2 separate regions of the Sus scrofa genome follow, and region 1 is linked to region 2. A link is a contact called in public HiChIP or PLAC-seq data. All regions are on one chromosome and are shown on one strand. The core of a region is the stretch at or near the end of the contact, and the rest is flanking DNA. Distances in the headings are between cores, read along the strand shown.

Region 1 (4,051 bases), core at 726-3,225, 56 kb before region 2:
AAGTATTATAAATAGAGAATATAGAAATTATGGATTCCAGTGACAGAAGGAAAAATAAAGGGGAAAATGAAGGAACCGAGGAAGATAGAGGAATAAAGGGAAAACTGGTAAAGATTCACAAAAAAAAAAAAAAAAGCTTAAATAACAGTAAGAAGAACAGGACGCTTGACATACACATGCCATTAAAGATTCAGGATGTTCAAAAAACTGAGGAAAAGATGTGATTCAGAAAAGAGAAAATATAACCACAGCTCTACTAGTTTCTACCGTCGCTCACACCTCACCAGGGATCTTAAAAACGGGCAGCGGTGGTGATGCTGGGAAATGCAATTTAAGGCGTCCTAGGTCAGATACCCCTCCCCAAACTAAGAGATTCTAGGCGACAGCTCTTCTAACCTCACCAAAAAACCCTGACCCCAAGGGAGATGAGCGATCTTGGGTAGCATATTGACAGACGTTCCCCCGCAGACATCAGGGCTAACTGGGGGCATCGTCTCCGGCGGGGGATTTAGATGCCAATTCCAATCCCGCTCGCTCCGTTCTGCTCTCCTCCTGCTCCTTCCGCGGGCAGCTCATCTAAAAATGCCCCAACCCTCCGGACTCACATCTGGAGGAGAAAAATAAGCCATCGGTGGTGCGATGGCCTGGGTGCCAGCACTGCAAAGAGCAGAGAGCAAAACATGCGTCCCTCTCCGCATTCGCCGGGTCGCCTGCGAATTGCGGGACCTAACGAGCGCCGGCGGGGAACTCGCGCCACGAGTGCGGGAGACGCGCCGCCCTCGCCAGGCTCCCCGCAGCGCCCACGCACGCGGACGGCCCAGGGACGCGCGGCGTCCTCGCCCGCGTTTCCCCTTCCAAAATCATCCTCCTGAGGGAAGCCGCCGCCGCCGCCGCCGCCAGAGCCCCGGCGCTCATCACCAAGCGGTCGAAGGCGGGCGGCCGCTCCGAGCCGGGAGAGGCTCGCGCGCCGCGGCCCGCGCCTGGGATGGAGCCAGACCCCTCCAGCAGCCCGGGACGCGTGACCCCCGAGCCCACCGCACCCCGGCGTGGTCGGCGCAGTCTTCGCCTTACTCCTACCTCACCCGACTCCCGAGAAGGGGGAGGTGGGGGACCGCAGTGGAGCCGGGAAGCGGGGATCCGGCCTGGAGCAACAGGACCCGGTCCCTGAGGTGGGATTGGAGAAGAGGAGAGAGAAGGAGTCGCAGAAAACCCCAAAGCCGGCCGCCCTCCCCCTCCCGGCGGGGCCGTCCCGCCACAGTTTCCTGCCTGGGATCAGCTTCCCAGATGCAGCCAGAGGAAAAATCCGCGTCGCCCGGCAGCTCCGCAGCAACTAGACGCTCGGCTCGGACTCCTCCGCCCCGGCCCCGCCATCCCCCAGCTCCGCACGCCTCCTTACCCGGGCGCCGCACTCAGGAGCTCGCTTGCCGCGGAGATGCGTCCCGTTTCGGCCCCAGCCGCCAGCCCGCCGCGCCCGCCTCCTCCCTCCGCTGGGTTTCAAATTGAAATTCCCCGGCTGGGGCCGTCAGAGGACTCGGCTCTCCAGCCCCGCCCCCTCGCGGCGGAAGCCCCTCCCGCGCCCCCGCGAGACGCGCCCCCGGTGCGGAAACCCCCGCGGGCCGCGACACGCCCCCTGCGCCCAGGCCACGCCCCCGCGCCCCCTCGAGCGACCCTTCCCGAGGGATTCGCCGCGCGTAGTGGCCGGGCTCCCGGGGCTGGTAAGACGTGTCTCGCCCTCAGAGCTGCCCTGAATAGTGACTGCTCATGCCTGTGTGCAAGGCGTTCTTACCCGCGAATCCCGATCCTAAATCCTCTTTTATCAACTTTCAAAAGTTAGTTCTTCAAAATGAACTCATTGGCTAAATCTTTATTAAGCACCTATTCGGTGGCAGACCCCAGGCTAGGCCCCGGTGATACAGAAATCAGGAAAACTAGGTGCTCCTCAGTCTGGAGTGGAAAAAGTGCTTTCGCAGAGAGGGCAGTGAACTGGGAACCGTTTATTCTTCCTGTGGGAGGGCCGGGAGGGAATGGGGAAGCCCCCTGGAGGAGGGGCTTTTACGCTGAACCCAAAGAGTGGGTAGGAACTTCAGGCAGAGGCCTGGAAGCCTGGATTACAGAGCAGGATGTGGCTGAAGAAGAGGCTGGAAACCTAGCTTGAGGCCAATTGTGGAAAGACATGCACACACAAAAAGGCTACTTCCCCGTTCTTGGAGACCATTTTCTTCCAGATGCTACTTATTTCTTCTTTGCTGAACATCGGCATGTCAGATGGGTTGTCCAGGTCATTGCCTCCAGCATCGGCCACAAGGGCAGCTCTGGTCCTTTGCCTTCTCCCACCTCTACTGAGGTCTTTAGGGACTGCACCTTCGCCAAAGTCCTCGTTTCTTTCCTAAACAGAACCTTTTCTAACCTTTTCATTACATCAAAGAGAAAGAGTCCAGGAGATAAGTTATTGACTAAGGTCCTGCCAGTGTGTAATAAAAATAATAAAATCTGACATTTATTGTGTGCTTTATGTGCCAAGCATTATTCTCAGTCCCTCATATGAGTTAACTTAATTAATGCTCCCTCTGCTAAGTACCAAAGGAAAACTTAGTAAGTTGCACTAACTACGACAGAGAGGAAGGCTGACTAGAAAGCAGTTCTGATAAAGAAGACCTGGAATATTAGGGGACAATGCTATTATGAACTATTATGAACTTTCAGGCAGATTTACAATGAAATGAAGATCCTTCATTTTTACAGGCCTTGAAATTAACTCTATACTTGTAATTTTTTAAGGAACCCCTAAAGTTACATAAGATTTAAAGCCCCTAGAACCTTGATCTAACTCTGATGAAACCCCTTTAAAATGTTAGTGCAGTGTAATAACATTAATGTTAATTGACATTAAGATAAATAACATAATTTATAAAACATAATTCTCTTATCAAAGGAAAGTGTAGGAGCTCCCGCTGTGGCACAACAGGATTGGCAGCATCTTGGGAGTGCTGGGATGCGGATTCAATCCCCAGCCTGGCACAGTGGGTTAAAAATCCGGCATTACAGCACTGTGGCTTAGGTCACAACTGTGGCTGGAATCGACCCCTGGCCAGGGAGCTCCATATGCTGAAGGGTGGCCAAAAAATGAAAAGAGAAAAAAAAAAAAAAAAAAGGAAATTATATCCCTACTGTATCCTCTGCTGCAGTCTGTGTATCACTTCTGTACACTACCTTTTAAGAGGAACATTGACAAGCTGAATTATATGCATAGATGAGAGACCTTAATAATGTGGGAGCCAGCAAGACTTAGCCTAAAGAGATAAATGAGTCAAGGTGATGGAGGAGTTCCCGTCATGGTGAAGTGGAAACAAATCCAACTAAGAACCATGTGGTTGCGGGTTCTATCCCTGGCCTCGCTCAGTGGGTTAGGGATCAGGCATTGCTATGACCTGTGGTATAGGTTGAAGACGCGGCTCAGATCTGGTGTGGCTGTGGTGTAGGCCAGCAGCTACAGCTCTGATTGGACCCCTAGCCTGCAAACCTCCATATGCCGTGGGTGGGGCCCTCAAAAGACAAAAAGACCCCCCAAAAAAAAAAGTGATGGAAAGACTGCTATCAAATATCTAAATGTTTTCATGTGAAAGAATTAGACTCTGTTTTGGACACAGCCTTACTTGGCCTCAACAGAGTGTAGCAGATTCAGTGGAGACCTAGCAGGAACTAAAGGTAGGAAAATCAAATACTAGAAGCCATAAGGAAGTGAAGAGAACAGATGGAACATGGTACCATACAGATGTCAGCAAACAGCAGGTGGTAGTCCATGCAAGAAGACAGGATTGGACAAACAGCAGGACATAGTCCTGAATAGGTTGTATTCAGAGATGCAGACAGGCTGGAACACTGGCAGCATCAGGCAGGACTATCAGGCTGTGGTTTTCAAGGCCATAACATTCATCCCTAGGAAATCAGACTGATAAGAGCAAGTCTGGGTCTTCCTATTAGACAGACTGGAGTAACAAGCAAAACTGACATTGAGAACAAAACAGGAATAGTTACCAGACCTAAGACTCAT
Region 2 (4,214 bases), core at 954-3,453:
ATAAAAAAAAAAATAAAAAAAAATAAAAAAATTTAGATGTTGGAGTTCCCTGGTGGCTCAGGGGGTTAAGGATCCAGCACTGTCACTGCTGTGGCTCTGGTTACTGCTCTGGCGAGGGTTCGATTCCTGGCCTGGAAACTTCCACATGCCATGGGATTGGCCCAAAAGAAAAAAGATTCAGATGTTATTAGCCTCAAGCTGGTGAAGCTTTAGGGAAATAAGATTATCCATGATATTGATTTCCTTTTCTTTTTTTTCTTTTTTTGAAATTTATCTGGGTGTGTTACTTTTTTTTTTTTTAGCAAATATGATTACAGATTTGATAGTTATAAAACTTTTATTCATTCATTCATTCATTCATTCATTCAATAAGTAGTCCCTGAACAACCACTGTGCACTTGGAAAAACAAAACAGCCTCTGCCTTCCTAGGAAATAGTGTGGTAAATAAGGGTTGTTAGGTAAGGTCTGTTATGCAGAGATTTATTCTCCTCTTCTGAACCAAGGGAGGGAAAAGCCTTTACAAGTGGAAATTCACGTCACCTTCACAAAATAAAATTTATGCCCTGCTTTTAGGCAGAAAGGAGGCAGGCAAAAATTCCTCGAGTGTCTGTTGTTTCTCAATTACTGCTAGTTCAAAATAATCTTTAATGCTAAAGTGGCATATTTTGATCCCCTTCAATGTTGACCGTGGATTTCCTTTTTGCAGCTTTTAGTTGACTAGTTATTGCAATGACTCCTGTTTCTTTCTCTGCTGTTAGGTGACCAGCTCCTTAAGAAAAAGACCCATCTTACTCACCTGCAAAACCCCAGGATGTAGTAGGCATTAGGGGAACCTGTTGTCCTTCTCCAATTAGCCAGCCCATAATTGCAATGAACCTGTCAACCAAACACTCAACTTGGTAGAATTATTTTACAACCAGATTAACGAGCTTTATGACTAGTTGTATAGGGTCTTTCTGCCAACTATTGGGGTTGTGCGCAAGTCCTTGCTTCCATGTTCAGTATAGGATGCATTCAAGATAAGGCAAGTGCTATCATTCCCAAGATAGTCTCTATTAATTTGTTGAAAGATGAATCTACTTTTCCTTGCTGATTGGCTTCTTTGCACTTAGAAAACTCCAGAAGAATTTGCTTTTAAGGGCCGCACCTGCAGCATATAGAAATTCCCAAGCCAGGGGTCTAATCAGAGCTGCAGCTGCAGGCCTACGCCACAGTCACAGCAGCCTGGGATCTGAGCTGCATCTGTGACCTACACCACAACTCACTGCAACACCAGATTCTTAACCCACTGAGCGAGGCCATGGGTAGAACCTGAATCCTCATGGATACTAGTGGGGTTCTTAACCTGCTGAGCCACAAGGGGAACTCTTCCAGTAGAATTCTGATCCAAGATCAAAAGGTTTTGTTTTTCTTTTTAAGGCAGCACCTGCAGTATATGGAACCTTCTGGGCCAGGGGGGTTGAAATGGAGTTGCAGCTGCAGGCATACTCTAGAGCAACACTGGATCCCAGCTGCATCTGAGATCTATGCCACAGCTTGCCTCCAACACCTGATCCTTAACCCATTGAGTGAGGCCAGGGATTGAACCCCCATTCCCACGGAAATTATGTCGTCTTCTTAACCTGCTAAGCCACAATGGAAATTCCCAAAGTTTCTTTTTTTTTTTTTTTAAGTAAAATTTTCCCCCTAGTTGTCAGTCCTTTAATATGCAACCACAAATAGCTGCTTTCCATTTAATTTCTAGGCATGAAACCAGGGTTAAAAATTTGAGACACTGCTACAACTTGGCTTTTTTTTTCCTTTTGGCCGCACCCCAGGCACATGGAGGTTTCTGCACCAGGGATCAAACCAGCGATCCAGATGTGACCTGCAACAAGGTCAGATCCTTAACCCCCTACGCCACAAGGGAACTTTGGCTTTTTTTTTTTTCCTTTAGTGCAAAGTAAAGATCTAATTATACAAACTGACAAGGTCTCATTCCTGCACATCTCGCTCTTTCCAAGTATTTTATAAGCAGAACGCTGTGTTTTGAAAGCTCTTTGCAAAACCAAACACATGGATTCTCAGGAGAACCCAGACCAGGGAGTTCCTTCTTTAAGGGCCCAATCTCACCCCCTCCGCACGGGAAGGAAAGGCCGGGCACTGGGAAGAACTGAGCGCAGCGGAAGACCTTAGAGGTCCCCGGCGGGGGCGGGGCAAGGAGGGGGCGGAGCGTCGCCGGGCAGAGAGGAGCCCTCTTCTCTCCCTCGCGCAGTAGTTGCGGCTTCCCCCGCCTCCCTCGCTCGCGGGAATCCGGGTACCGCGGCCACATCGGGTCGGCCCCTTCCACTCCCTCCGGGCGCGCGGCCTGGGCATGCAGCTCCTGCGGGGATTGAAGATCTGGGGGCTCGGCGCCTCCGCAGGCCTGGTCGCCGCGGCCCGAGCCCCCGCCGCCTGCCGCGGCCACCGCCCCCCGCTCCGCCCCAGCGCGCCGCCGCCCGGCCCCCAGCCCCGCCCCGCCTCCCGCCTCCGCCCCGCGCCCAGTCCCTGGCCGCAGCGCCCGGCCGCTGTCGCCGGCTGCAGAGGCCTGCCGCCCGCTAGCGCCGCCACCATGGAGCACCCCGGAGCCGGTGAGCCCGGGCGGCCGAGCGGGCCGGGTGGGGCGACTGGAGCCTGGAGGCGTGGGCCCCGCTCGGCCTCGGGGAGGGCTTGGTCTCTCCCCCAGACCTTGCAGCGCGACCCTGAGCCTGCCCTGCTCCGGGGCTCCTCTCCCGGCTCAGCGCGGGACTCAGTGTAGCCTCGAGAAAGCCGTGCACTGGGGGTGTGATCAGTGCCTGCAAGCAAGGCTTTCAGTTAGTGCACGCACTGCTGCTGCCACAGAGGCCGGGGGTGTTTCACCTTTGAAACACCCTAAGTTTCGCACCCTAAATTTCGCTTTCGTTTTCCTTTCTGAGTTTGTGACCTTTCGGAAAGTTCATGCCAACGCACACCCACCGACAGTGTTTGTGTGGCCAGCAAAACCTAGAAAAACTCCACTTTTATACTTTATCAAAATTAAAGACCTGAACCACCACTTTTAGGATTTCCTGCTAGGATTTTATTCTAAGACCCCTTTAAACTGGCGCCAAATCTGCGGTAGGGCCGGGAATTAATTTCTAGTTTAAGTCAGCATTTCCTGTGAACTGAACTTTGTGGGTAGAGCGAGGGTTAGAGGCCGAACTTTTGGTGAAAGGGACCAACAAACCGGTTAGAGAAAAGGTGCTCTTCCGTGAGATTTTTGTAGTATAAACGCTTAAAAAGGTATAAAAGGCGTGAAAATGTTATACAATAGTTTACAAGAGTTAAGAGAATGGAAAAGCGAAGACCTTGTAGGTGGATGCTGAGAGCGGGAGTTTTGAGATGGATGCGGTTACCGAAGTGAACGCATAGGGGGTTGTCAAAGAGAAAGGTTTCACATCCCGGTGTCTTGAGTGCTTTTAGTGTATGGCCAACGTTCGAATCCTGATGATGTGCCTTTAAGATGTTTGTTTGTCTTCTTACATTTCATTTCGGATATTATTGGCTTATTTTGTGTATTTATAGTGATTTGGATTGTACTTTTGTTCTCTTTCTCGTTCATTTTTTAAACGATGTGGAAACCAAAACATGGAGGTCAGGTGACTTGTTGATTATCACCCAGCTCAATATTTCTCCAGATGTAAGATGTTTCTATTTTTAGTAGCTAGGCCAAGACCAGCATGAATGATGGGATTAACCCTTTCCACTGGCTCTTGGGAAGTCTCCCTGCTGTATACCTAGTCGAGTGAATTGAAGAGAATCTTGCCTAATAAAGTTGTACTTTGTTATCCAAATAGGAAGCTTGCATTTTGTGTGACAAAGGATGAAGTATCCTTGTTTTCCCCTATTGGTCTGTGACAAAATCATTTTCTAAAATGCATGTATATTCAAATATTAGTGTATATATACTTCATGTATGGTTTTGTAATATATTTTAGATGTATGCATTAATTGTTTTTTAATGTTTTTTTAATGTACCGATGTGGCCGCGGTACCCGGATTCCCGCGGTACCCGGAAAGTAATATTAAGGAGTTCTCATTGTGGCTCAGTGGAAATGAATCTGAGTAGCATCCATGAGGTTGAAGGTTTGATCCCAGGCCTCGCTCAGTGGGTTAAGGATCCAGCACTGCCGTGAGCTGTGGTGTAGGTCACAGACACGGCTCGGATCCTGCGTTG

Evidence for each region. HiChIP or PLAC-seq counts read pairs in DNA pulled down with a chosen protein or histone mark.
Region 1: a contact with region 2 is called in an H3K27ac HiChIP or PLAC-seq map of alveolar macrophages. The contact joins the promoter of EPB41L2 here to the promoter of AKAP7 in region 2. A contact is called at or near these places in 2 of 47 Hi-C or Micro-C datasets (fetal heart ventricle and heart right ventricle) and 1 of 2 datasets of contacts at active chromatin or transcription factors (alveolar macrophages).

The regions. Positions count from the first base shown.
Region 1 is chr1:32,416,134-32,420,184 of Sscrofa11.1, reverse strand. It overlaps EPB41L2 (band 4.1-like protein 2), which reads right to left and starts at 1,975. Exons shown (of 18, transcript XM_021088293.1): 1 at 1,787-1,975.
Region 2 is chr1:32,360,142-32,364,355 of Sscrofa11.1, reverse strand. It overlaps AKAP7 (A-kinase anchor protein 7), which reads left to right and starts at 2,203. Exons shown (of 9, transcript XR_002342908.1): 1 at 2,203-2,610.